2 separate regions of the Drosophila melanogaster genome follow, and region 2 is linked to region 1. The links are chromatin contacts, called in public Hi-C maps. All regions are on one chromosome and are shown on one strand. The core of a region is the stretch at or near the end of the contact, and the rest is flanking DNA. Distances in the headings are between cores, read along the strand shown. Region 1 holds the start of CG5346. Region 2 holds the start of lncRNA:CR43475 (long non-coding RNA:CR43475).

Evidence for each region. Hi-C and Micro-C count contacts between places; a contact is called where the count stands out from the background.
Region 2: a Hi-C map of the Kc167 cell line shows a contact between it and region 1, with 10 times the contacts expected there. A contact is called at or near these places in 12 of 107 Hi-C or Micro-C datasets (the Kc167 cell line, the ML-DmBG3-c2 cell line, the OSC cell line and 2 more) and 1 of 7 datasets of targeted methods (the Kc167 cell line).

What each region holds. Positions count from the first base shown.
Region 1 is chr3R:22,524,596-22,531,711 of dm6, forward strand. It overlaps CG5346, which reads right to left and starts at 4,068. Exons shown (of 6, transcript NM_142801.2): 1 at 3,801-4,068; 2 at 2,193-2,488. The coding sequence starts at 2,277. It overlaps CG33099, which reads right to left and starts at 5,977. Exons shown (of 5, transcript NM_176537.2): 1 at 5,773-5,977; 2 at 5,444-5,541; 3 at 4,790-5,392; 4 at 4,585-4,727; 5 at 4,325-4,523. The coding sequence starts at 5,857. The coding sequence ends at 4,457. It overlaps CG33093, which reads right to left. Exons shown (of 4, transcript NM_176538.2): 2 at 6,476-7,081; 3 at 6,276-6,418; 4 at 6,099-6,212. The coding sequence ends at 6,146.
Region 2 is chr3R:22,624,801-22,631,916 of dm6, forward strand. It overlaps lncRNA:CR43475 (long non-coding RNA:CR43475), which reads left to right and starts at 3,997. Exons shown (of 1, transcript NR_048466.1): 1 at 3,997-4,499. All of the region lies in intron 2 of loco (locomotion defects), which reads right to left. It also overlaps asRNA:CR43474.

The DNA of each region.
Region 1 (7,116 bases), core at 2,818-5,317:
AATTGGTAACTGGTTACTGGTTACTGGCTAATGATCACCGGCAGTGTGTAAATAAAGCTGCAACCAGTAAACAAATATTGGTTCGCTCATTGCGTTCACACCAAAATCAGGTTCCGTAACTCGAATAATTGTAAACATTTTGATGCGTACTGTTTGAGTTTCCGCACTTGATGAAGTGACATTGGGTCGATAGAAATTCAGGCATTCCACAAATGCCACAAGCCTGACTTCCAATATAGTTCAAAAACCTCGCGGAGCTCACAAAAAAACACAACAACAACAAAAAAGCACAAGTATAAACAAAACAAGGGGAAAGAAAAAAAAAATCCAATTGAAGTTCCGTTGACATAAAAAATGCCGCAAGGCAGCGATTTAATTGCTTCTAGCTAGCTGCTTTGGGGGTCAATGGCTCTGGTGGGGCGAGAAGGTCAAGAGAGTGCTTCCACCAAGGCCAAGCCGCACTGTACTCCAAGCGAACTCGAATCTCTGGGTGAGCCCTCGGCGAAACCTGCGGCCCGATAAGCAAACAGTGCGTATGCGCTACATTTCCATGGCGTTTCATTACCGCCAGAAGAAGAAACTGTGTCACGTATCGGCAAAGACCCAGTTAACACAATGGGCACGGCTCCCAAAAAGGCAAATGGAAAATTTTTGTGTGGCCAAAGAAGGGCAGAAGAAACGGTGAGGAACAAACAAAGTCATTAAATCTTTTGGAACAAATTTGAACCCAGATATCTAAAAGGTTAACCAAAGAAGTTCAAAGTAGTGTGGGCAACACACAAACAATGTCAGGAAACTCAGATATCTAATATTCTTAGGAATCTCACAGATACTCTAACTCACAGATACATTTTTTAAAGTCAGCTTGCATATAGCTGTGTAATGTGTAATGTGATTTCTTATTAGCATTTTAAATATTTATCGGCATAAATATGAATGTGATTTAATTATTCCACCACATTGGTCCACTTTTCTCCAACTAAATTGATACTCTAATTATCGAGGAGTGTGCCCGACTTGCTGCGATCTATACTGATTTAAGGAGCAATTACTCAAAAAATTACTCATGATTTGTGATACCCAGAAATCGCAGTAAAATAGCAGGCTATAACAACGTGATACTTGGTTTCCCGGCATACGTATGTACATAAGTGTTATATTAAAGTACTTCATAGATTAACTATCTACTTTCAATTAGTTGACGTTGAGCGATAAGTTATACATTCTTCGAAACTTTACAGTCAGACTTCCCCCATCTCGCCCGAAGATCCCATTTGCATTATTCATTTGTTTTCGGATAGAACCGCAGGTGCAGGGATCAGGTGTCCGGTGCACAAGCCGGTAATTACAACAAATTAACTACGACGTAGTTGTAGCACCACGAACGAAATTAAGTAACTGCAATTAGGGGAGCTCGTTTAGTTAGCCCTGAACAATTGGGAATAGTCAGCCGAACAGAACTGTCGATGACTCAGTGACGACTGCACTTAATTGTGCCCTGAGTGCACTGAAAAAACCCCAGACGGTATTCGAAAGATTGCCCATTTCCTGCTACTTAAAGAACCGCAATCTTATCGATAGAACGCGTCATATTATTTAATCAAAAGTGTGAATTCAAAATACATAAATTGGAACATAAAAAACAAAATATAGCTGAATAAAATAAACCTAACTTGTTGTATGTGTTTATGACCCATCATTTTGGGAATCTATGAATCATTAAGTTTCTCACAATTTTACTAGTTGTATTCAAGTTTACGTGTATGTAGATACTTCATAAAGCTTGCACATTAGCTAGTGGACTTCTGCTAAGTTTATACACTACTGAACTATACCAATCTGTGGTTTTATGGCCTATACTTATTTTTGGATTAATATAAAAGCAATATAAACGTATAAGTTGTTTATACAGGTGAGTCTTACTTTTTGATGGCAGTGGAGTGGCCTAATCATTTTCACCTCTACGAGACAAGTCACAGATAAGTGCTATTTTTGAATGGAGGAACTTCCCATTGATGTCAAATTCCCGCCCTTTTCTCTCCGTGTACGAACGCTGGCAGAAATGGCTGCCTAGCAACGAGTTGGAGTGGCGATCAGCGTCATGTTTAATGGGATGTTGTGGTTCCATGGGGGATACCACATATATATAGACATAGCCCCATGAAGGGGGGTAGGGGGAGGTGGGTACTTACCACAGTGGGCGAGATCGATGATCGGAACCACGCTGCGCGAGAGGAGCGTGTCGAGTTTATCGTCGCTGCTCTTTGTTTTTATCATTTTGAGTTGGTGTTTGTGCTTCGAGTGACTTCCAGAGGGTCTTCGACGTCCAAAGTTCTTTGGTTTCTGATTGGGGAGAGCAATCGAACACTCGCCGCACTTGTGCTCGCTATATCTTTATCACAATTCGATGAGGGGGGACTCTGGGTACCGGAGAGGATCCGGGATCCGGAGACGAGGTGCACTTCCAGCGATGGCTGACTAAATGAAACTGAATGGCAGCAGCGCGCAGAATTCGATTATTAGACTGGTTATGCCGACAGCGAAAAAGAAAAACACAAACATTCGTCGAATCGCGCATCCGAGTGTTTCGTATTATTGTTTTTGCTTAAATTTCGTGCTATTTGTTTTTGCAACGGCTATTGTTTTTGTTTGGCTGGCGAGCAAAGGCTTTGGCAGCAGAAATTAGGTGGGCAGCGGGCAGGGGGTCTTTATGTCTTTACGATCCGATACGATCCGCAATGCGAACGGCTGCCTGAGTGATTGGCTTTGGTTGGATTTAGAAGGGCGCGTGGCGGACGAGGGGCGATCGAACAATCGCGACGCGCTTCTTGGGCGGACTAATCGCCGGCTGTTCGGAGCAGGGGTTCCTAACTTCTGGGTTCCGACGCTTATCGCACCTGAATGGCCACAATTTTAGCTCGGTTTACGATTTTATTTTGCAAAAATGAAACTGATTGTGTGCTATGGGTTTGGTATGGCGTGTGTGCATGTGCGTCGCAATTAGATAAAATTTAATCAAATCAAAAATTGTGATAACTAAATTAGCACTTGTCGTTCAGCGCGAAGGGGGTCGGGGGTCTACGTAGAGTGCTTAGTACTCAGTGCCCAGTACACTGGGTACAGTGGATATTCCGGCTTATGGTGAGCAGGGCTCGAAAGGTGAGACTATCTAAAGCCGTCAACAGGTAGCCTCGTCTCGGTTTGCTTTTGCAATATTTGTGATGGCTATTAACGTGGCTCATGTACATGCATACATACATATGTACAAACAATACCCATACAGATGCGGATGCATGTGCGAGATACAGATACTCTGGTTGCGGCGGGCATGTATCTTGTATCTTGTGTCTGATGTCTTGTGTTTTGTGTTTTGTATCTGGCAGATCCCGTTTGCAGTTTAACGGCACTCGGACTCAGGTGTGAGCCCTCCTGCCCGCCTTTTCACCCCCTAAAAATGCAAAATTAAAATCGAAACCAGCTGAGCTGTTGCCAAGCGGCTTTGTTCGGCAAATGCCGGATGAACAAAGTCTGGTCTTTCAGCCAGTCAGTCCGTCCGTCTGCACGGCTTCGTTTTATATCAAGGGGTGGGGTGGGATTGGGTTCGGGGTTTTCAGAGATATAGCCGGGGAATGAGTAAGCATTTGCCTCGCCTTTTTTGCCTTGCAAAAACATTATGCCAACGAGCAGAGGCTCACTAAAAAAAAACTACTGAATTTACTACTCGGAGCGCCTATTCAGCGGAAAGCTGGTGATTTGTACTTCAAAGTTGAAACCGATGAGGGCTTTTTCCATTTGCTTACAGTGAAAACTCGCTTTCTTTTTTCGCACAGGTTTCGCTTTTCATCGAACACCCGACCCGAACGAACAGCAGTTGGCCAACAGTCTAGTTAGTCAATTTTCGTATCGCTTTCTGCTGCTTTTTTTGCACACTTTCCATCATTTTGTAACACACTCCGATCGCGAATTTAACCCAGATACACCTGAACTAGCGCAGAGAGCAACGGCGTCTGTCTCAAAAAAAAACATTTGCGATCCGATCCGCGATCTTCGGTGGATTCGGATCCAGTTCGAAAACGATAGCGCTTTTATCGGCGCTCGGATGGTGGGTACTATCGATATTTCTACAGTCACGCAAATCGTGACATTTCAGCAAGATAGTTTCTACGTAGAATACCGTGTCAAATGTAGATATTTGAAACTATTCAAGTTAATATATTGTAATTATAATTATAAACGGTATAAAGTGAATAACATTTTCAAAACAATTTACCATAATTCGAGTATATAAACCATTGTATGCTGTAGACATTAGACTTGGAAATGTAAATGCTATAATTTATTAAATTCAAACAATTACATTTCATTATTGCTGCTGAAGTTACATTATTGGGTTAAGAATGCTAATGATTTTCATATGGCTAGAGCTGTAATAAACTTTTGCCCCAGATTCGTTGACTTATTGAGATCGCTGACCGTAGGTGTCATTAAACTTTTTCTGTATCAGTTCATAGGCGCTGTATACTCTTGGGGTTTAAAATAAAACCATGTAATATAATATTTACGAATAAATATTAGAATACTCACTTGTCCTCACTCTTTGCCTCCCCTTCACTCAACAGATCGTTGGGAGATATCAAGATCGAGTTATTGGGATGGCAGAAATATGCTATGGAGTGTCTGCCACGGGTTCTTATAAGTTCTTGTTCAGGTATGACGACGCGATGAGGCTAGAAAAGGATATAGATAAGATTAGTCTACCGGAAAGTTCCAGTTTATAGGAATAACCTACCAGGGCGTGGTAACGCTGCTTCGTCCAGATGGACAGAAGTTCCCCGCCGTTTATAAGTATGGCACCAGGTAAATGACCCACCCGTTCCCATTTTTCGCTGCCCGGCAATTGCACCTCCAAGCCACCTTCGGAATCCTGGGCGAGCAGCGTGAAGGTGCCGTAGTCCACATGGGCACCACAACGGATGGCACCCTCGCTCTGGCCCGGCTCATCATCCACAATCGCCGGATAGTAGAGCATCCTGAGGGTGGTCATGTTTAGGTCATCTCCTTCCAACATCTGGGAGTGTTTGTCGATGAAGAAGGACGGCGGAATCTCCAGGGCCACCTCCATGGCCTTCATTATGTACAAAGACATGGCTTTCAAATCCGTGCACAGTGTGGTAATGCCTTCGGCAAATTCTGGCAGTGCCTCCCTTGGAATATTCTGTCCATCCAGTTTGCAAACATTGTAGGCGTGACGCAGTTCTGGAGTACTTCCATCAAATCGCTCCATCCCGGGACTAACATATCCATAATTAACACCGTCCTTTCGTCTGTAACGATCCTGAACCTCTGCTGGCAGATCCAAGAAGTTGTCAAATTGATCCCAAACAGCTTTGATCTAAGATTAAGAAATCATTGAAAATAGCATAGAAAAGAAAATCAAAATTACCTTGTCCTCTGCTATCCCATGGTTAACCAGAAACGCAATTCCCTTTTCGGTGAAAGCCTTGTGGAGTTGCTGACCCACCCGATGGACAAGGGACTTGCCTAGAAAGTGTAAGTAATTATTACAATAAAATGTAAGGAGTTCCTTAGGCTCTTTTTTAATGTGTCGAGAGGGTTTGGATGTTATCAAGGCACGCCTTAAAAAGATTTTAATGGTGCCTGCACAAACCCAAACCAATTTTTACATATGCTGGTACGTATAACTATTATTTTAGGTTTTTCCTTCTAATTAATTTGCATTTATTTTAATAGGCTGGTGACTGGAAAACTTACCACAATGGGCAAGATCGATGATCGGCACAGAACTTCGCGAGACAAGTGTTTCCAACTTGTCCTCTCTTATCTTGCTGTTTATCATTCTTGGTAAATAAGCCCCGCGTAGGTAAATCAAATACAAATAGATTGCTTCTGAAAATTATCTGGAAACTCAGAGCTCCGAAGAGACGATGTGAACACGACAAGCCACTCCGGCAGACTGACCCAAACAAACGCCGGCATTTGCAATAATATTATTGTCTAATCGGTATATACATATCATACAAGTAACCATTGATGTAACATACTTTTGGGTGTAAGGAATATATAGTTGAAAAGTAATTCAGAAAACATGCAATAACTACAATTTATTAAATATTAAAGTATCTTGCTAAGAATAATGATGTGCAAATGCGCCTTTTGCCAGAGCCATAGTTATATCATATGCGTTTTGTATTCTAAAATATAAAACCAAATAAGATGAAGTTAATATATTCGTAGTACTTTAAATCCTGACTTACACGTCACTTGTCGTCTGCTTAGTTGTAATATTTAAATCTTTTGGATTAATCAGTGCAGAGTTATCAGGATGACAGAAATAGGCAATGGAGTGCCGGCCTCGATGGCGAATATCAACCTGATCGGGAATCACTACTCTATGTTGCTGTTAAATTAAATCAAATATGTAATAAGTGATCTTAAGCCATGCTTATAGTCATACCAAAGCGTGGTAGAACTGATCTGTCCAGATAGCCATGGTTTCACCGCAGTTTATGAAGAGTGCTCCTGGCAGATGACCCACTCGCTCCCACTTGTCACTGCCCCGCAGTTTGACCTCCAATCCACCCTCCGAATCCTGAGCCAACAGAGTAAAGGTGCAGTAGTCGGCATGGGCTCCACATCGTATGAAGCTTCTTCCATGATCCTGATCTTCCACGGGCGGGTAAAACAGCATCCGTAGGGTGGTCAGATTAAAGCGATCGTCGGACAGCATAAACGAATGTTTATCCGTGAAGAACGAAGGTGGAGCATCCAATGAAATTGCCAGAGCCTTAAGAATAAACCTACCCAATTCATTGAAGTCATCGACTAAGGAGTTAATGTGCCTGCTAAATCCTGGTAGCTGCTGTTCAGGCAGAAATTTATCCTGCAGCTTGCATATATTGTAAGCATGGCGCAGCTCCGGTGTCCTGCCATCAAATCGCTCCATTCCTGGACTCACGTAACCATGATTTTCGCCATCTGGAGCTTTGCTTCTCTCAAATGCCAATTTAACTTCATCGGTCAGGTCGACAAAGCCATCGAAATACTTCCAAGCTTTTTTAATCTGAGTGATTTTAGATTCAGTTCTTGATGGTCAAA
Region 2 (7,116 bases), core at 2,747-5,246, 100 kb after region 1:
TTCACATCCACATTCCCATTTACATGGCCATCCCTCTCTCTCTCGGGCTGTCTCCACATATTAAACTCATCATTAAACACTGAGAGAATTTTGCAATCAATATAATAACTAGTTACACCTCTAATTCAAACAAAACCATTGCTTGCTTTGTTATAATTAATGTGCTTTGCAAGACATTAGAGTGGCATAATAATTATATAAATGCATGCAATTTTCTCACAGTGCACTTATAGACTCGGTTCAACTCTCCAGCTTGGCTTCATCTTTATATCGCTCTCTCGAAAAACGAGTGCCAAGTCATTGAGCTGAGTTTGCATTTCAACGGCTGAAGACAAACAAAGTCCCACGAGTGAATTATCCGCAATGGCTTTCGGCTCGGGTTACCATACACTCTCCTCGTTGGTGGCTGGCCACAATATAATTTCTCTATACATATGCACACCCGATCCCATTCGCGATCGCCAACTGCAACAACCTGTCGCCTTCTGGGGTGGCACTTAATTAGCAGGGCGTCGGTAATTGGAGTCTGGAGAGCCATTGGATTAACCGCAACGGTCTGCTGGACATGATGGAAAATTGAGATCCATCGAAGAGTTTCTTTGGGGCTTAAAGCCATGCCGTAGTTCGCAATCTTGGAACTACAGACACAGACACTTGAGAATATCACGTAGTCTCGTTCGGGGAACCCACACACTCGTTGTATGTGGCACCCTAGCAGATGTTTCAAGCAAATATCACGCATATCGGTTCATTGGAAATACATTCGGGTAATAATAAACAGGGCGGGCAAATAAGTTATCACGTATGACGAACTGAGTTTTGGGGCTCCCTTTGAAAAAATCAAATATTTGACGATGTCTAGAAGTTCCCCGAAGTGTGCCAGAAATTCTGGGAATTTATGACAAATCATAAGTATTATTTGTACACATACAGCTGCGGTCAAATTAATGGCCCATCCAGATGTCATCAATAAATAGCACATTTTGGGATTGAATACGCGATATACGAATGTATGCGATATCTTTTGAAATATCATGGAAATATCGTATTTATTGAAAAAATTAATGGCTAAATGAACTAAGCTTTGAACTTTTATGAATGTTCTCTAAATTGCCACTAAAACAGGCCTTGTTTGAACTAACTTAATTGGTTATTTCGTGGCCTATGTGGTGGCCTTTAATCTAAAATATAAACATATCATTTATAAGTACATTGAAAATACTTATCCAAATTAGACTTAATAAGAGTACAAAAAGGTAAAGTGGAAATATATTTATGAACCCTATTGTATTCGAGAGTGTACTCCACACTCCCTATAGAGGCAACAATGAAAACGAATCTTATCTGGCGAAAGGCCTGCGTTTCAAAACAAAGCGAAAAGAGGGCGGATTGGGGGTGGCTCATGCGGAGAAAGAGGGGGAGAAAGAAGAAGAGGGATAGAGATAGAGACAGCGAGTCTCGTTAGAATTGCAAATGATCAACTAACCATAGGCGTTGATAAACCAGAACGAACCTTCGGATTCTCTGGATTTCTTAAGCTATTGCGGCTTTGCGGCTGAATTTCTTTAAAATTTTTGCGGTATTCCAGGTGACAAGGTGTGTGTGCTGGTGTGAGTGCGTGGGCAATACAATGGCAGAAAGCGAAAACGTGACGCTTTTGTCAATTGGCTTTTTCTATACTTTCGCACTGGAATTCACAACGCGGCACTGCACTGCACTCTTTGGACTTTATGTAATTGCTTTATTTCACTTCGAAGTACTTGTATCTTTCGGAAAAATGGAAGCCGCGCCGAGAGCCGCGAACCCGTCGATTCAAACGCAAAAGTATCTGTGAAGTTGTCGAGGTTTAACTGGCAGCAATGTTAAGTTTCGAGATTGCAGCAACAGAAATGTTACGAGCTGAATGTTAAGGAGAGTGCAGAGAGAGAGACTGAGTGACAGAGAAAATATTATTAATTAACATTAACTACCTCGATCGATAGGAAGTTATCTATAATTTTAAATAATTGTAAAGTAAAGTGCTAAGATAAAATTGCAAATCGTATATTTTAAATATCTTTTCAGCGAGAGAGAGAGAGAGAGAGAGCGCCAAAGAGAGTGATCTTTTGAACAGCTGCTTTAACAGTTTAGGGGAGGCAACAAAAACTGGATTTCGAAATTCGAATTCGACTGAGCGAGTGTGAGTATGTGTGCATGTGCGCTGCTTACTCATTTTCAATGGGAATGAGAATGCCTTTTGTTGTTTCTTTTAGTTTTTTTGGTGCCTGTTTCGTACGTTGCTCTTTGTTGTTAGTATTGTTATTGCTTTTGCCTATTTGCCTGACACCGGCTGCTGGAAATTGCTTTTGTTGTTTGCTTTGCTGCTTATGAATGAATCGCACACGCACATACAAATACAAGTTTGCACAGCTTGTTGTGGGTGTGCTCGCTCTCTGTCTGTTCCTCTCGCACGCCCCAAGTGACGCACATTTTTGTTGATTTTTCTTAATTAAATGTGGCTTTTTCAGCCTTTTGGCCAATTAATTAAGTTGCTTAGCGCATTTTCGTCGCATTTTACACGGCGTATATGTAATGCCCATTTAAGTATGCAATGCAAGGGGCTTAATGAGGCAAAAACATTTGTAGTTTTGCGAAACACATGCCGACGAGTAAATAAATTGCTCTAAAAATAGTCAAAGCACGCTGGCAAATAAATTAAGCGATCCGATCCCACCCCCTTCCACCATTCCATCCTTCCAGTGGTGTAAACAAAGAAAGTCCCAGACAACATTTGGAATAATTAAAATGCCAAGCAAAGGCAACTGGAATGCGGGCGGCCGCTGCTTTGTTGTTGTGCATTTGGTTGATAAATTAAGCAATTTGCAGATATACAAAAGTGTAGATCAACGAAGGAGGTGAGGAGGGCTCTGAAAAGAACGCGTGGAAGTCGACCCCCCATCAGCGTCCAATTTCCAGATCATGTGAGCACTGGAAAATTATTTTATTTTTCCTTTTCGCCGCGTGTGCGTTTTTTGTCTATAATTTCACAGTTATTTATGATTTGTTTAGCTAAAGGCCAGTGGGCAAAAAAATATAGGGAACTATAATTTCCCCCATTTTACGCACTTCGCACTGGTTTCCATCTGCGTTTTTGTGCGTAAATGAGCCAATTCCAGGCAATCCCATCTGTTCCGTTCCCAAATCCCCAATTGCAACAACAAACATCGTTTTACATTTGTGAATTACAGTGGAGCTTCTATAGGAACATTTTTCAATTTTACAGAAACTGATATTCATTTAAATTTTCAAAGAAACTAAGTTAATTTTGGATAGTTCTGGAAAGTTAGTTGCTGTCTTTTTCCATTGTCAATTGATTCCAATTTCCCAGTTACGGTAGGTTTGCCTGCATCGCTTTTTTGAACAATTGTGCACATTAAATTAAATATCCGGCATGCTGCTTGTTTTTCCTGCTTCTTTTTGTTTGCGTTAATTTTATGGAAGATAATGCGGGTCATATGCGTTCTGTTCAGAAAACTCCAGGCGGAAGATACATATACAATATGTATTTAAAATTTAAGTACAGGAATCGTACGGATATGTGAATGGAATTTTTACAATGCCCACAGACGGCGATTAACGACTACTTTTGTGCGGCCCAAAGTGTGGGCAATGCGATGGGAATATTTACTTAATTTCTTTATTGATCAATGGAAATGGTTTATATCGGCGTGGGCCACTTTCCCACTTGGCAACCGAGGATCCAAGTGATGACCCATGAGCACCATTGAAAAGTGAAATGCGGCACGCGACGCCCATGCAAATGTGATAATTAGAAAGTCATTATGGCTGGCAATCGTTGGCCATCTAATACCAATGGGTGACATCTTCGCTTGAGGTGATACATTGCATACACACATAGAAAAAGTACTTCCTAAAAGGGAAATCTAAGCAGTAAAAGTGAATCTAATCATTTCGAAACACGAACAATTCAGATTATTACCTGTATATTAAAAATTATCAAACGAACTATAATATAAAATCGCATCTACACATCTATTGATTCTACGTCTCGAATTCTCTTCCTAATTCCGAACCCTGAATTTGCGCAGAATTTAATGCTGATCGATTTGTGGCATTACAAACAGCTAATTTATATGGACCAATAAACTATTACTAAATGGCGTAATCCAATTTGGCGTACATCTAGAATGCAACGCAGGGTAAACACCACGAAGCTGACGAGTTCAAAGATCATTCGGGGATCATTCTTGGGCTGGGGTATTCGCTGGAAGCCAGGTGCCGCCATACGGACAACCATCAACGGATTTTACGGACACGCATTAATGGCCATTGATTGACGACGACTCGAGCGTAAATAAACAGCTTCCAGTGAAAAAATTATGAAGAGTTTTTGGCGTAAACAAATTTGGAACTAAAATCATATCGGAACGGAATCGAATCGAATCGAAACGAGGCGAATCACATTGGCGCCAGCTGGCGAAGTACACTCAACAAATTTTAGGGGGCATGTGTTTGAAAATATTTAAATCATATTTAGTTTTTCGTGAAATAAAAATGTATTTTAATTTTCATTTTAAATTTGTATTCTAAAATTTTTAATTATCTATTCAGTCTTGACCTACTACTTGCATTGCCGTCTTATTATTGACGCTTTAGATGATAGATTTTAATAATTTCGTAAATATTGTTGAGTGTACTCCCAGGCGCGATTAATCCCACTTGGGTTGTGAATGGAATCTAGAAGTGACTCACTCGCATGACGTTGGTGGTGTCGCGCAGCGGAGGCGGCTTGCTGAAGTCCATCTGCTGCACTGCATCCGGATCGCTGAGGGATCTGCGCAGCGTGGTCACCGATGCGCGCTTGGAGTGAAAGGAGCCGCGCAGGAAACGAGCAAATTCGCAGGCGGCATTCTTTCCCACACGACAAACTGCCCGTGGAGGCGTGACCTTGAAGCTGGGCAGGAGTGGAGCGTGCATCTCGAAGGAAGAGTCCGGAGAGAGATTGCGGCTATTGGAGCTGCCCGACTGTGAAGTGAGATTGGAGCTGGCCGAGCTGATGCCGTCGTCGTGCTCCTCCTCGTCCTCGGAGCTGGTGGGTACTTCTCCGCCAGATGCAGCCAGTGGACTACAGCCCAGTTGCTCCTCCACCCGATCCCTGGTCACTCTGATCAGCACTGGGGAATCGGCGCGATTATCCTCCATCTCTGGCTCACTGAGTTTTCGGTTGCCACTCCGTCTTTTGGTGGCCGAACTGAAGAACTGCAGCACGCGGGAGGCACTGCGGCAACTGCGTCGTTCCGCCTGGACACGTGCCATGGCCATGGGTGGTGGCATCAGGTCCTCTGCCTCTGCGCATTTCCTAGGCAATGGATTCACCAACACTTTCTCCTCCTGCACGGTCTCCGGTGCAATTGTTATTTGCGGTGAGGCACTGCGTCTGCCACTGGCACTTTGATAAAACTCCTTGGCCTTGCGGCATATGTATGGTGAGCTAATCTTGGACTTGACCTTCGGTGTGCTGGCCTGTCGCTCTTCGAAGTCCTGCACAAACCGGGTCAACTGTTCGCGATCCAGCTCCGTGAGGCAGCGATGCCTGACATGTTTGGGCGTGGAACCGGCCGAGGATCCAGGATGAATCCGCTTGATCTCGAAGCTGCTGTCAAAGGTGCCGGAATCATTCAGTTGGCTCAGCGACTGGACAAACCGTTCCACCATGCTGGCGATGGTTGGTTCCTGCTTGCTTGCGATGGGTATTCTGGAGCAAGTGCCTCGAGTGGTATTTGTATTGTTCATGACGCGCACTTGCCTAAATGGGTTCAATTCAATTTGATTATTACTTGCACTTTAAAAGCTTGTGGCAATTAAAAACGCAAAGTTTTCTTTTTGTGGGAAGGGAGATGGTACTCCCAAATTGTTTCGATTTTAGCCACGTTCACGCTGCTCGACTGTTCGCGTACGACTGAATTTCCCCGGCCAACTGGCCAGCCGCCAAAGGTAAACTTTTCACGCAAAGTGGGGAAAAGCTATGCAAATTTCGAGAACGTATGTACGTATCTCTCTGGGACGCCTGCGCCCTCGAGACCTCGTAGACGACATGCGGACTTCTTCAAATGGTTGAGTAAGCACTTTTTTTTGTTATGGACTCTCCACGCTGTTTACTGCTTTCTTCAGACGTGCGATTCGCATGTGGAATACCTAAAGACTGACGGAAATTGTCACTGGTCAATGTATGTATCTGACGACTGTGAATCGAGTGGATCCATTGGTGGGTGCGTCACCCATGTTGGCCCATAAGGAGATGCCAGTGGGTTTACGCAATCGAAGAGTGTGCGTTTATATAGACTTCGAACCATATAATCCAAACAAAAGTTATAAAGAACGAAAAATGTTTTTATTATATTTATCGCTCGAATATATAGAACACAACTTATGCGGCGCCCACAAAGAGCACTCTTTACGTGCCTTCCTCTATCAGGCATCTGGCAATGCTAACCTGACTAAAGTCAACAACAAATCTCCTTATCAATATTGGGGTATCAAAATAGCTTCGAAATTCTCGTGTAAACAGTTGAAAGAAAAGTGTGACTGCGCAATATGAGCCAAGAACTTAATAGCTCTGACCCAAATGGTTAAAAAAATATATGTTTATATGTATCAGCAAAGACACACGAGAATCGTGACCACTCATGGGCACTCTAATCTTTAGAAGTTCCTGAGGGAACACTTCGATTCCAGTTTCAAATGGATTCCAGAGCAATAATAAATGGTAATAAGGTGTTCTTAGAGCATTCCAGCTGTCGTATACAAGTGAATTTCGATTATTAATGCAATTAATACATATTTTCATGAATGAATAAGGGTTCTAATCTTGACTTGGGCTCTATCGCCTGACTTTGAAAGCCATCATATGTTCTTTATTCTATAGAAAAATAACGCGTGACTAACTGAATTCGAATGGATTTCCAGTGACGACAATAGATCAAAGTGATTTCGCGTACTGCGTCTCATTGTTCTCCCCACGAAATGTGACATCATTTGGAGCTGAGCGAGGAAATGTTTCGTGGAAATTCCGCAGGAATCACGGGCTGTGTAATAAATCTGCAAAGCTGTCTGGGG